Regions from separate parts of the Sus scrofa genome. Here regions 1 and 2 are each linked to region 3. Evidence: chromatin contacts called from public HiChIP or PLAC-seq data. All regions are on one chromosome and are shown on one strand. The core of a region is the stretch at or near the end of the contact, and the rest is flanking DNA. Distances in the headings are between cores, read along the strand shown.

Region 1 (4,579 bases), core at 1,095-3,594, 130 kb before region 3:
TCTGGAAGCGGGGAAGACGCCATTGATGGATTGCCTGCCCCGACCCCATCCCCTGGGCTGAGCTGGGTTCACCTGCAGCGGTTTCCAGCATCCATCCCCACCTGCCTTGATCTTTGCCCGAGGTCCCCTCTCCCCGCCTCACCTCTGGCACCGCAGGAGCTGGTTCTACCCACGAGGGTGCACTTGTGGAGGTGAGTCCTCAGCCCAGGGAGTGGTTATCTCAGCTGCCTGTTCTCCACTGGGAGGACTCAGAGGTGATTCCCAGCCAGAACTCACAGGATCCCCAGCAGGACTGAGGCCCAGATACCCACAGCAGTAACTTGCCCACTCATGTCAACTTTCTTGGCTTCTATCTTTTGTGGCCTCACTCCTGACGCTTCCTGACTTGGAGTTCCTAGAACCAGCTCCCTAATAAATAACCTGCACCCAAGGCCTTGGCTCAGCATCTGCTTTGGGATGAACCCCAACTATGACAGCCACCTCCTCCCGCCAGCAGGTGGTGGAGCCAGGACAGAGAACCTGTGTCTGTGCCTCAGTTTCTCAGCCCGCACTGTCTTCCTAGAGGTTTCTGGCCTTCTTGTTATAGAAGAGTCAGACAAGATAATTTGTTTGATGCAGGGTTTTGTTTTTTTTGTTTTTTTTTTTTTTGTTTTTTTTCAGTTCATAAGAGGCAGTGAGTCACATGGACAGGGCTGAAGAATACTTGATCATTACAGCAGCTTCTGACGGCTGCATCAGAGGAAGCGCCCAGTCTAGGCAAACATGAGCCAGAGAGGCTGGGCCTTGGAAATGCAAGAGTCTGACCTTGTATAAACTTGCCTCAGGAAAAAAGAAACAAACAAGGGCCTTATGGATAAATAGAAATCTAGTACATTTATCCATCATAGATGAGCTGGGAGGAGCAGTGTAGGTGTCTAAGGAAACAAGGTCGGGGGCTGCTGGCCCCTGTGCCCAAGTGCAGGGTGACATATATGAGCAAGACACTCTGTGGTTTGTATCTGGCTGGTTGGCAGGGAGTTGGGTCCTATGAACATTAAAGCTTTTTGTGACAGTGTTTGAAATTGTGGTGAGACTGGCTCTCCTTATAAGTGGTTGAAAGCATCTTTTGAGAGAAGAGGAGAGGGGTGTGTGTGTGTGTGATGCATGTGTATTTGGGGATTTGTAATGTCTGTGTGTTTGGATGTGGGGGATGTATTTGGGGATACCGTGTGTGTGTGTGTGTGTGTGTGTGTGTGTGTGTGTGTGTGTGTGTGTGTGTTGCAGGGCATTTAGGGATGTTTGTGCAGTGTATTTGTGTATGTGTGTTTGGGAGTATGTTTATATATGTGTTCATTTGGGGTGTGGTTAATACAAGTTGTGGGTCCCTGTCCAGCAGGCATATTCCTGGAGCCATCTTTTATCCTTGAGAACTCCTTATGTTCTGGCTGGAGGGTCCCCAAATACTTTGATTTCAGTATAAAATGGTCTCACAGATAGATCCTCCTATATACTCCTCATAACTCCCTTTTCTCCTTGTCTTTAGTGCCTCTTCTGAGCCAGGCAGGTGTACACAGACCTCATTCACTCTCACAAAAGAAAGATGCTGTTACTTGCATTTTATAGGTGAGGAAACTGGGAATCAGAGAGGTTAAGTCACTTACTCAAAGCGACACAACTATTAAGTGGAAGAACTGGGGTCTGACCACCTCTTAACTTCCACCCTCCCCTGCCCCCTCCACCCACATGGGGTGAGCTGCTGGGTGGCGTTCTGCCGTGACTTTGTACCTGCAGCAAGGGCCCTGCTCCCCATCCAGGGCACTTGCTCTAGAAACATGACTTGTAGCTTCAGAGGAGGAAGAGTTGCAGGAGCAGGAAGGCTGTGAGGCAGGGCTGTGTGAATAAGGCATGCACTAGGTGGGTGTAGGCGTGCCAGAAAAACCTGATCCTGAAAAAAGTCCTTGTAACCCAGGGTGAGGTGGAGATGAAGGAGAGACTGCAGAGCAAGCGGGGAATTGAGAAGGGGTATGGAGGAAGCTAGAAAGGCCTTGAGTTCATCCCCCGGGCCTCAGGGAGAGGGTACTGTACACATTTTAGCTGGATAGGGAGCCTTAGGCCTAGTTTTATCCCCCAAGAGCAACATCAGTCTCTCACCTGTTTTACTGTGCGCTGGTTACGTGTCCAGCTATGTGAGGCTGGGGCACCACAGATCTGTCCGTGTTATCTGTGGTGTGATCTAACCTCTAATAAGGGGATGCATGGAGAAACAGGCCTTCCCAGTCTGAATTCCTGGAAGGAATAGAGGGTGGACATTTCATCAGTGCGTATTCTTGGCAGACAGAGGCAGCAGGGCCCCTGGGCTTGCCTGGCTGCTCCCGCCCATGAGCGCTCACGTCAGACAGCAGGAAATCCCACAGAAGCTGCAGTCCCAGACATGAGTCGGGGTGGGGCATTTGGGACTTATTCATGGGGCTCAGATACCCTTTGGTTCCCAGAGCTGCTGGGAGAGGACCCCTCTGGCACCCAGCCAGCTCAGGGACTCCAGACAGCTCCTCAAGAGCAGACAGTTTCTGCCAGTGTCCCTTAAAGGGTCACCTCTCCTCCACCCTCATGTCCTGAACATCATCCAGGATGAACCCCAGGAAGCAGATGGATTCATGCAAGGCAGTCTGAGCCCCGAGACTGTCAAAAGCCATCCTCTAATAAGTTCCCAGCCCCATTGCTGTTACTATTAGGTGTTCACCTAATACGCTCTTAACCCTGTGGATTTGCTTGACTCTCTGCCGACACACATTGGGATGTGGTGCAGCAGTTAGGCGAGTCAGAGTCCCTCGCAAATCACGTGGTTTGGGGCAAATTCTCGAGTCAGAGTCCCTCGCAAATCATGTGGTTTGGGGCAAATTCTTTAGTCTCCTTGAGACTAAGTTTCCTAAACAGGGATGATAAAAGTAGCGCAAACTCATAGAGCTGGTGGCTGGCACAGACACATTATTGATGCTAAAAACATAGGAAGCAGCGGGAACTGGGCATTCTCGTGTAGCTCCCTGTGTAACAGCATCGGAGAGCCGCCACACTGATGCTCTCAGCACCACCCCCGCTTTTGGGAACAGCTTTATTGAGATATAATTCTCTTATCATACAATTGACCTATTTAAAGTATACAGCTCAGTGGTTTATATTCACCAAATTGTGCAACCACAGCCTCCATTTTAGGACATTTTATTATCCCAAGAAGCATGTATGCTTTACCCATCACGGTTACCCTTCTTCCCCTCCATTGGTCCTCAGCTCTTGGAAACTTGGAAACCACTAATTTTCTCTCTATCTGTACAGATTTGCCTCTTCTGGACACATTATAAACATGGAATTGTCAATTTTGTGGTCTTTTTGACTGGCTTTCTTCGACTGGGGATGTAACATTTTCAAAGTTCATCCACCGTCTTTGGATGGTTTATAGGGTGAGCTTGATTCATTCCCTGTGCTGAAACCTTCACCAGGCCTTGGCAGGGCTGGCCTCTGGTCCTGAGTGTAGGTTCCTCTGGCACATTTCCTCTCCCTACTCTTTGGAGCATGTGGGTTTTCTCTCCTACTCCACTGTCTTGAAGCTGATCGAGTCTGGATCTTGTAGGGAAATATTGAATGTGCCTGCGGTTTATTCCCACCACTTCCTCTGGCCTGGTCAGCAGCTTGGGGGCAGGGTGGAAACTGGGCAAAGTCTTTACTCCTCTTTCTCCCCGGGGACTCTCTTTCCTGGAGGGGGTGGGGAGAGAGACAACACAACATCTTTATTTGTTTTTAATGCTGACTAACTTCCCAGCCTGCTTCTCAGGTTCTGGTGAAAGTTGCTGTGTTCCTGGTCAGGCTCTGTTCCCTTGAGACACAGGGTCATGGGACTTCTCTTTTGCAGGCAGCTGGTGGGGAAGTCACCCAGTGCTTTGGAGTTCTCTGCGTGTAAAGTCTGACTGCATTTGTTTCTTCTCTTGCTCGAGCTGGTCCAGTGCAAAACTGAGAATCCATGAGGAGGCATTCAGCTGCAAGTAACAAAGTCCCATCTAAAACTGTCTTAAACCAAGAGTTCCCGTCTGGCTCAGCAGTAATGAACCTGACTAGTATCCATGAGGATGCAGGTTCGATCCCTGGCCTCACTCAGTGGCTTAAGGATCCAGCATTGCCGAGAGCAGGTCGAAGATTTGGCTCAGATCCCGTGTCACTGTGGCTGTGGTGTAGGCTGGCAGTTGTAGCTCCGATTCAACCCCTAGCCTGGGAAGGTCCATATGCCACTGGTGCAGAACTAAAAAGAAAAAAAAAAAAACCCGTCTTAAACCATATGGAGATTTACCATCTCACTTGTAAGGCAGTTCAGAAGTAAATAGCAAAACAATTATAATTTTTAAAAAAACTATCCTTCTATTTATGAACTGTAGATTATTTTCAACTTTTTTTTCCCCCAAAATAAATAGTGCTGCCCTAAGCATCCATATATATCTTTGGGAACTTGAGTGACTATTTTGTAGGGTAAATTATCAAAGAGGCCTTGACAGGTAAGAGTATCTGGGGTTTATGTCAGGTGGGTGAGTCCTCACTTAATCCATTTCCTATTTCA
Region 2 (4,620 bases), core at 743-3,242, 200 kb before region 3:
TACTTTTTTTTGGCCCTCTTCCTTTCTTCCTTTTTTCCTCTCTTTCTTCCTCTTTTCCTTCCTCCCTTCATTCCTTCCTTCCTTTCTCTTTTTTCCTTTCTCTTGTTTTGATACTAGATTTACTTTTGAACATGAAGGTGAAACTCACTTGGATGCTGCTTCCCTCTTACCTGAGCTAGTTGAGAAAGGAACCTGGGTTAGATTTGCCTTTGAAAACAGGCAGTGTTTCCACTTATAGGCCAGATTTACTCTGTTGCTAGCTTTTCCTTACAGTTTTATTTCTTTTCTTTTTCCCTGTGTTTGAGTAAAGGAATGTGAAACCCAAGACAGAAAAGAAGAAACAAGAGAAAAGAAAGAATCCTAGGGTTTGACCATTTGTGCCTTCCTCAAAAATATAACGAATAAGAGAAATTTTATGAATGTGTTACCAACATTTAAGAAGGAAGTTCCAGAGTTCCCGTCATGGCTCAGTGGTTAACAAACCCAACTAGTATCCATGAGGACACGGGTTCGATCCCGGGCCTCGCTCAGTGAGTTAAGGATCCGGCATTGCCATGAGCTGTGTGTAAGTCGCAGATGAGACACGGATCTGGCATTCCTGTGACTGTGGCATAGCCTGGCAGCTGCAGCTCCTATTCGACCCCTAACCTGGGAACCTCCATATGCTGTGAATACGGCCCTAAAAAGACAAAAGACAAAAAAAAAAAAAAAAAAAAAAAAAAAAAGAAAGAAAGAAAGAAATTTTGTCCTGAAAAGCAAGGAATTCCAGCTTTTCTTGCTGTCATGGCCCCAGTGAACCACCTTCTAAGAGAAAGGCCTGTCAGTCAACTAGAAAGCACTGAGTTGCCTAGGGACAGAACTGGTTTGACAACAGGCCAGGTATCAGAAACTACGCTCATTATTGGTGTAGGGATGATGATTGTTAAGAAATCTTTAGAAACTATCCCAAATACTAATCTGGGAGTCTGGATGACACAACTTCTGTGTAACCTAAGAATATTTTCTCTCCAAACTGTTTTTCCTGTTTAGGTAACTAGAGAAGACAAAGAATTGCACAGAAAGATCCTGCAGATCATTCAAGAGGACTGCCAGAAACCAAATCGTAAGTGGTGTACTGTACATGTGACCCAGTGCCCTAGAAGGGGATGTTCCCTCCTGGAGAGCCCTGGACAGAGAGGCAGGAGACCTGGTGCTTTCCCCAAAACAGCCTGGAAGCATGCCGGTCAAGGCTGCTGCCCCCTCTCTGAGCCTCAATTTCCTCTTCTCCAAAGTGAGTGTTAGCCCCACACAGCTGTTCTGACCTGGGCTACACGTAAGAGTCAACCTTGGGGCTTTTTTGAACATACAACACTCAGGTCCCAGCCCTAGGGATTCTCGTTCATGGGAGGCTGGACAGGTGAGCTCCTCCAGCAGTGCTTCTTCAATGAGGTAAGCCGCTAGACTAGGACTTTCTGATGTCCTTCTGGTTCATGTTCTCTCCAATTTGTGTTATTTCTTCCACTTTTTCCTCTTATCTCTGAACCCAAGCCTAACATTCCCCTCTCTTCTGATAGCAAGACCTTCAGTGTTGGGAGAAATGGTTCTAGACATTATGTTGGTGAACAGTGTAATCCAGTCACCTTGAAAGCTGATAATTTGCAAAAGATGTGGTTTCAAAAATAGTTGGTGGAGTTAGGTCAGCCCCTAGTGGTTAGAAACTCAAACTGTAGATGTTACCATTTGCACACTAGTTAGAAAGAGAAGGAAGCATTAGTCCTATCTTTAAATCCTGTGTAAACTAATCGCTCTTAAAGGTAACTCAACAAAGTCTACCATTTGCAAACATATGCTAATAACAGATGTTGACATATGTCAACAAATGATGCGAGAAGAAAAGTGGGAAGGCTTCTTTCTGCTTCCTTTCTCTCCAAAAACATCCACCTCCAGTCCCTAAAGCCCATATATCCCTGGGCTTGGACCTATTCCAGGCTGAGTCAGTGGGTGGAGCTGGACCAGGGCTCCGGCCTTGGTGTTCACGGTATGCAGCCCTATTTAGCCTTTAAGGACCCATGAGGTCACCTCCCAGAGTGGTGTGACAACAGCTCTTAAAATAAACTGAAAGCAATCTATTACTTTAATGCAAGGTTTCTAACTATTATTCATTTCATTCAGAACAAGAAGGACAAGTATCCTTTAATTAGAGGAAAAGCTACCTATCCACAATTTAAGGAGCTTTTTGGAACAGTGAATTGTGGAGTCCTTAACTAAGAAGGGATAAGAGGAGAGGCTGGTCCCCAGATGACATTCCAGCTAGTCCCAGGCCATCTGGCCAGATTCTTATTTCGATGTATTTTAAGAACAGGGTGGATTAAAATAATCCTAGGGCCTGTGAAGCAAATGAAGGCAATTCACACTTCATTTCTTAGGAGACTCAAACAGCCTCAGTGACCTTAGGGCCTATAAAGTGGCAGGATTTATACCCGCTTCTAATCTACGGGCCAGCTCCTGCTTCATTGAGTGTATGTGTCAAGGGAGACAGGCTCTGCCACTCAGTCTGTAAACAGGAGCCTCTAAAAATCATATGCCTATTCCCTGGAACTAGTAAATTCCCAGGAGCTAAATTCTGGAGCATGAGCAACTGAGTCTGCCAACAAAAATGCCTTGTAGGGACTGTCCTGCAGCCACTCCTTTTCGTAGGAAATATCTATGACATTAAAAATTATTCTGAATAATATATGTATAGGGTAGAAAGTCCAAAAGTACAAAAATACACACAGAAAAGTCAGACTCCCTGCCAGCACAGAGTTCCCCTTTCTACATGGAGCCTAGGGTTGTTACTAGTTCCTGGCATATCCTTCTACAGATGTTATATGCACTTATAAACATATTTGAATAGTTTGTCTTTTCTAAAAAGCACAAGTAAAGCTTAGCATAAAATACTCCATGTTTCATGCTTTTTATTTTAAATCTAACATTGGCATGTAGAGATCGCTCACAACAGTACATAGAAAAGTGCCTGTCTTTTTAATAGCTGCACAGTATTTCACTATATATATTGATAGATAGTCAGCCATTTATTTAACCATTCCTACTGAACCTTTAGTAGGTTTCCAGTCTTTCATACAGAACATAGCATTGAGTTTTCCTTAGCAGGATGATTGGTAGGAGAACTTAAAATCTTTATAGTCACTTATGGGTATTTCAGCAAAGGGTCAATGTACAAAAATGAAAAAACTCTAAATAGGGGCTGGTTTTAGATCCTTAAAGCACGGATCCTGGCCTTATCTAAAGATAGGCCACATGGCATAGTCTGGAGCCCCTTGCCTGGGTTTGAAGCCCAGCTCTGCCACTTTGTAGCTATGTGGCCTTGGGTAATTCCGTGCCTCAGTTTCTTTACATAAAAAATAGGGATAATAATAGTACCTACATGGCAGGTTGTTATAAGGCAACAATTTGGTGTTTTATAAAACTCTTGGTTATATGGCAGAGTAGGAAGCACCAGGATTCCTCCCCTCCACTTAAGACAATAACTGCTGTAGCTATTTGGGAACTCTGGAGTCTGTCAAAGCTAGCAACTTCCAGAGGAAGATTTGGACAGTAAATTGGGGGTAATTTTAGTCAGTTTTCAGATTTTAGTAGCAGCTCCCCATCCTCTACTCCCAGCTCTGTGGCAGGCAGCTGCGCATGTGTTTCTGGAGCAGCTTGTGGAGAGCTTGCAGGAGGTAGGATGAGCAGAAAGGACCCAGTTCTCTGTATATCAGGAGTCTGTGTTCTGCTCACTAACTGCTGCTTCTAATCACAGAGATGCAGACAGAGAGGTGGGGGGACCATTGTTGCAAGCCCCTCACCAACAGCTGAAGTTAAAAGACTTTTTAACTTCCTTTTTCTTTTTTACCCCTTTTGTAGCCAGAGAAGAAAAAGTAGGGCACTCAAAAGCAGCTTCATATATGGGGAAAATTAAAAAGTGATCGCACATGCCCAGGATAAGGGACAGGCTCAAAAACAGACCTGAGAAGACCTTAGGTTTCCATTTCAGGCTGATCCTTGGCACAAAGACAGCCTACAATGACCCCAAACATAAAAACAGTAACAAAAAAGAGCAAACATCAAGGAAGGGAAAGAATCTAATCTCCAGAGTTCATTATAAGATTCAAATGTCCAATTTGCAATTGAAAAAGAAAGACATACAAAGAGATAGGAAACTATCGCCCAAAAGAAAGACATACAAAGAGATAGGAAACTATTGCCCATTCTAAGGAAAAAATATTAAAGTAACAGAAAATGTCCCTGAAAAAGACCCGATGGCAGATCTATTACACAGTCTTAAAACAACTCTCTTAAAGATGTTCAAGGGAATGATGGATGAACAAAGTGGAAAATAGCACTAAAGAGATTAAAAAAAAAAAAAAACTAGAAAGAAACCAACAAGAAATCTGGAGCTAGAAAGTATAATAACTGAATTGAAAATTTTACTAAAGTGATTTAGAGGCAGTTTTAAAAGCAGGTAAAAGAAAGAATCAGCAAGATTCTGAAGAAAAGTGAACAGAACCTAGGGGACTTGTAGGACATCATCAAATGGACCAACATACACATGGGGGGAGTTCCACAAGAAAGGGCCAGAGAGAATATTTGAAGAAATAT
Region 3 (4,545 bases), core at 886-3,385:
GATAGCCCCTGCTGGGCTGCAGGCCAGGGAGGCAGGCATCACCTGGCAGGGTTTCCAGAGGCACAGGAGCCCCCAAGCAGGGGTCCCTCAGCTCTGCCACTCCTGTGGCGTCAGTGATAACAAACAGGAGCTAAGGTTGGCAGGACGCCCACCCCAGTCAACCATGTGAACCAGCAAATGCCTCTTTTTAATCAAGTTTAAATTCACAGCCAGTTGAAACAGTGAATCTGAAGTTTCTAAAGAGCCCTCTAGGAGTTCTCATTCTGGCTCAGTGGGTTAAGAATTTGACTAGTATCCGTGAGGATAAGGGTTCAATCCCTGGCCTTGCTCAGTGGGTTAAGGATCCAGTGTTGCTCTGAGCTATGGTATAGGTTGCAGATGTGGCTCAGATCTGGCATTGACATGGCTATAGTATAGGCTGCCAGCTGCAGCTCTGATTCAACCTCTAGCCTGGTAACTTCCATATGCTGCACATGCAGCCCTAAAAAGTAAAAACAACAACAACAACAACAAAAAAAAAACACAAATTTTAAGGAGTTCCCATCATGGCTCTGTGGTAACAAATCCAACTAGCATCCATGAGTACGGGGGTTCAATCCCTGGCCTTGCTCAGTGGGTTAGGGATCCATCGTTGCCGTGAGCTGTGGTGCAGGTCCCAGACACGGCTCAGATCCCATGTTGCTGTGGCATAGGTCGGTAGCTGTAGCTCCGATTCAATGCCTAGCCTGGGAACTGCCATAGGCCACGGGTGTGGCCCTAAAAAGCCAAAATAATAATAATAAAGTAAATAAATAAAAGGCCTTCTACAAGCCCTGTCCTTAGACCCCCAGCAGGACACACCTTCCTGGGAGGAAGGTCTGGCTGAGGTGCAGCCCCGTGAGGCCTGAGGGCCTGAGACTGGTCTTCCTACCTCTCCAGCTCCTGGCCCGCCAGCCCCACCCTCATTCTTAGATGACCGCACCCGAATGCAGCCAGTGTCACCAGCCTCCAAGCCCAGGCCTGGCCGTTCCCTCTGCCTGGAGCACTCCTGTTCCCTCTCCCCTCCCACCCCAGACGGAGTCCTGCTCAGCCCTCAGTCTTTCCAGGGAGGCTCCCCAGAGCCCACAGCCTCAGGCATGGCGCTCTGTCTGTTTATGGTCTCCCCCCATTGCGGGAACCCACCTCTCTGGACCCCTGGGCCTGGCACCTGGCAGGTGTTAGCCAAACCACATCAGGGCTATTTCCAGGATTAAAACTTGCACTGCCCGCTGTCAGACTGCAGAGTGACCAGCACTCTCCACCTCAGTGGAGTTAGGTTGCAGCCTCCCTTTGTCACCTGACGTCGTCAGCGCTCTGCTCTGGGCCTGAGCCTGTGGGCAGGTGGCCATACACGCATTTGGCCCCATGCCATAGAGGGAAAGATAGGCCAGGGCTGGGTGGGTGCCTGCTCTCGTCACATCCCCCTCATGGACCTGCCACCAGTCCCCTGCCCCAGCAGCACACAGTGGGCTCCTGTAGTTCACTTAGGGTCTTCTGCTCCCTGCCACCACTCTGAGTTCTAGGCCCCAGCCTGTCCCCTTGGCTCGTTTGTTCCCTTAAAGCCAGCCAGATCCTGGGTAAATTCTTAAAACTGCAGGGGAGGGACAGGGCCTCACTAAACAGGTTTTTGTTTCTCAGCCCCAGGGCCACAGAGCCACCCTCTGCTGTGGCCTAAAACAATGGGCCAGTTTGGTAGAGGAGAGACAGTTGTCCCTGCCTCAGCCTGCCCAAAGGGCCAGCTTCCATCCAGCCTGGGGTCCACACCCCCACCACCCACCGAGTCCATGCCCAGGCAGGCCAGCGAGAGAGGGAGGCTGTCCTACCCGGTCCAGGTGGAGCGCCAGGTTTGGGTCTGGGCCGGGGCCTTGTGAGACAGCCCAGCATCTGGTGTGGAAGGCACTGGGCAAGGTCCAGGGACAGAGGCCCCAGGCAGGGGACAGGCAGCTGCTCCAGGGCTGGGGTGACATAAGGTCAGACCCCGGAAAAGGCGCTCCTCACAAGGTCTCCCAACCTCCCTCCCCGTTAATATTTTAGTAGGGGATGGGGGCTGAGGCTGCCCCTGCCAGGGAGGAGAGCAGAGTCCAGGGGGACAGAGGGGAGACTTGACCAGCCCTGCCTCACGACCCAGCAGGAAGGCAGGGAGTGTGTGTGGCCCTGCAGCCAGGACGGCCCTGAGAACTGGGGGAGCCTCCTCCCAGTCAGATTCCAGTTTGGGTCAAATTCCAGGTCAGGCTCACTTGGGAGCCTGACTCTGGATCTCGGGACCCAGGCTTCTGCAGATGACGTGCTTCATACGTCACATCTACCTGCCTGGCGCCGAGGAGAGTGAAACAGACGATGTGTGTGGAGCGCACAGTAGATGCTGAGTCAGCCCATCGTCTCTCCCCTCCCTCTTCCTGGGAGGCCAATGGAAGGTCCTGGGAAGAGCCTAGAGAGCGTCTCTGCTGCCGTCTTCACCCAGCAGGTGTTCGCTGAGCCCCTGCCATGTGCCAGGGACCGCGTAGGCTGAGGAACTCAGGGCTCAAGGCTACCACCAGGAAGAAATTTTGAATTGAGTTAAACTAACTCTGGAGAAAACAGAACACCCAGCTCTGCTCGTGTCCTTGAATGAGTCACTTCTCTCAGACCTCAGCGTCCCCCTCTGCAAAAGAGGCCAGCAGGACCCCCTGGGAGGATAGTTATGAGGTTTAAGGTCACTGACGCCTGTAAATGCCTGGAGGGTACCTGGCACCAGAGATGCTCAGAGGACGGGAACTTTCTATCCTTCTTCCCCTGCTTCCATCAGCCCAGGCCTGGGTGTACATGGCCACTCCGAAAAGACTGGGGGTAGAGGGAGTTCCTGTCATGGCTCAGCAGTAACAAACCCAACTAGGATCCATGAGGATGCAAGTTCAGTCTCTGGTCTCGCTCAGTGGATTAAGGATCCGGAGCTGCCATGAGCTGTGGTGTAGTTTGCAGACATGGCTCAGATCCTGTGTTGCTGTGGCTGTGGTGTAGGCCGGCAGCTGCAGCTCCGATTCGACCCCTAGCCTGGGATCCTCCATACGCCACACGTGCAACCCTAAAAAGACAAAAAGAAAAGTCCGGGGAACGGAATCTGCAGGTGAAGACAGGAGCGAGGCTGGCCTTTCCAGAGCCCCCTCTGCTCTGGGAGTTCTTGCCAGGGTTGCTGCCAACTGTGGAGTGAAGCTGCCCCCTCCACCACCAGGCACCCACTGGCCATCAGGATCTGTGAGCCCTCTGGGTCCCTGGCCCTCCCCAAGGGACGGGTGACTTGGGAATTGCAGCCCATTCCCCGTTCCCAGGCTTCACTGAGTCTTGTCAGACCCTCATCAGTTGACAGCTCTGTGCATCCAGCAGGCCCTACCACCACCCATCTGGCCAGGGCATGGGCCACACTGTCCTTCCAGCACCTCTGCCCCTGGCAGCTGCTCAGCCTCTATGCTGATGCGTGAGAAAACCAGCTGGACCTCAGGACCGTGGGTCCACAGGAGACTGGGGGCTAGAAAAGCACAGAACTTTGTGGGAAAAGCCCCTGCCCACCTCCTGCAATGGTCCCCTTTAACCTGGGTGGGCTGGTGGGAGGAGGGCCCACAGGAAGCTGTGTCTAACCCACTTGAAAGGGGCTCCAGGGAGCAAGGGCTTCTGAGGGCCTGGCTGTTGTGCTAGGTGAGCACGTTGGCAGGAGGCCGACTCTACACTGGTCAGTTCAGATGGGCCTGTGATGGCAGAGAGGGTTACTCTGTGTTCGGGTCTGGCATAGGACTTCCAGCTCCCACAGGCTGGGATGGAAAGGAGGTGGCAGGGTTGGGAAGGGTAACCTGGTACCGAGGGCAGGAGCAGGGCGGGGTCCCTGTTATTTTCTCAGCCTTTTTTTTTTTTTTTTTTTTTTTTTTTGGTCTTTTCTAGGGCCGCTCCCACGGCATATGGAGTTTCCCAGGCTAGGGGTCTAATCGGAGCTGTAGCTGCCGGCCTACACCAGAGACACAGCAACTCGGGATCCGAGCCACGTCTGCAAGGTACACCACAGCTCACAGCAACGCTGGATCCTTAACCCACTGAGCAAGGCCAGGGATCAAACCCGCAACCTCATGGTTCCCAGTTGGATTGGTTAACCACTGCGCCACGACAGGAACTCCTATTTTCCCAGCCTTGTGCTTGAGTTGCCCTGAAACTTCAGCCCCGGGAGGATGGTCCTGCCCAAGACCCCATGTTCCCACTCCCTTGCTCCCAGGGCGATGGCACCCTTTGGAGGCTCAACTGGTGGGCTGGTGGGAGGAGGGGGTCCCCCCACAGAGCCCCTGAGGCTTGCTTTGCTGCCATGTCCTGTTCGAGGGGAGTCTTGTAATTACTGCCCCTGCATTGTCACCAGTCCCCTGGCTAGCTCGACCCCCCCAAACACACACACACACAGGGAGTCTGTGGCAGACCTGAACCTCGACCCAGGTCTTCAGCCCGTAGACCAGGGCTTCCTCGGGTGGCATCCAGGCAGGAAGCATTTGTTCGTTCAAGCATTATTCATCGTTT

The links. HiChIP or PLAC-seq counts read pairs in DNA pulled down with a chosen protein or histone mark.
Region 1: an H3K27ac HiChIP or PLAC-seq map of skeletal muscle shows a contact between it and region 3. The contact joins two enhancer-like sites. A contact is called at or near these places in 1 of 47 Hi-C or Micro-C datasets (epiblast stem cells) and 1 of 2 datasets of contacts at active chromatin or transcription factors (skeletal muscle).
Region 2: an H3K27ac HiChIP or PLAC-seq map of skeletal muscle shows a contact between it and region 3, with 6 times the contacts expected there. The contact joins two enhancer-like sites. A contact is called at or near these places in 10 of 47 Hi-C or Micro-C datasets (embryonic fibroblasts, epiblast stem cells, heart right ventricle and 5 more) and 2 of 2 datasets of contacts at active chromatin or transcription factors (alveolar macrophages and skeletal muscle).

What each region holds. Positions count from the first base shown.
Region 1 is chr14:114,754,141-114,758,719 of Sscrofa11.1, reverse strand. The region is part of intron 1 of SH3PXD2A (SH3 and PX domain-containing protein 2A); the gene reads left to right. Among named protein-coding and RNA genes, the nearest start is that of SH3PXD2A, 21 kb to the left of the region's middle. Within about 2 kb of position 2,344, at least 16 of the 83 cell types and tissues checked have an H3K27ac peak or open chromatin away from gene starts, as enhancers often do. A contact at or near this core is called in skeletal muscle, where this site is marked.
Region 2 is chr14:114,817,198-114,821,817 of Sscrofa11.1, reverse strand. It overlaps STN1 (STN1, CST complex subunit), which reads left to right. Exons shown (of 10, transcript NM_001243685.1): 9 at 1,030-1,102. Among named protein-coding and RNA genes, the nearest start is that of STN1, 31 kb to the left of the region's middle. Within about 2 kb of position 1,992, at least 17 of the 83 cell types and tissues checked have an H3K27ac peak or open chromatin away from gene starts, as enhancers often do. A contact at or near this core is called in skeletal muscle, where this site is marked.
Region 3 is chr14:114,620,026-114,624,570 of Sscrofa11.1, reverse strand. The region is part of intron 5 of SH3PXD2A (SH3 and PX domain-containing protein 2A); the gene reads left to right. Among named protein-coding and RNA genes, the nearest start is that of SH3PXD2A, 150 kb to the left of the region's middle. Within about 2 kb of position 2,135, at least 11 of the 83 cell types and tissues checked have an H3K27ac peak or open chromatin away from gene starts, as enhancers often do. A contact at or near this core is called in skeletal muscle, where this site is marked.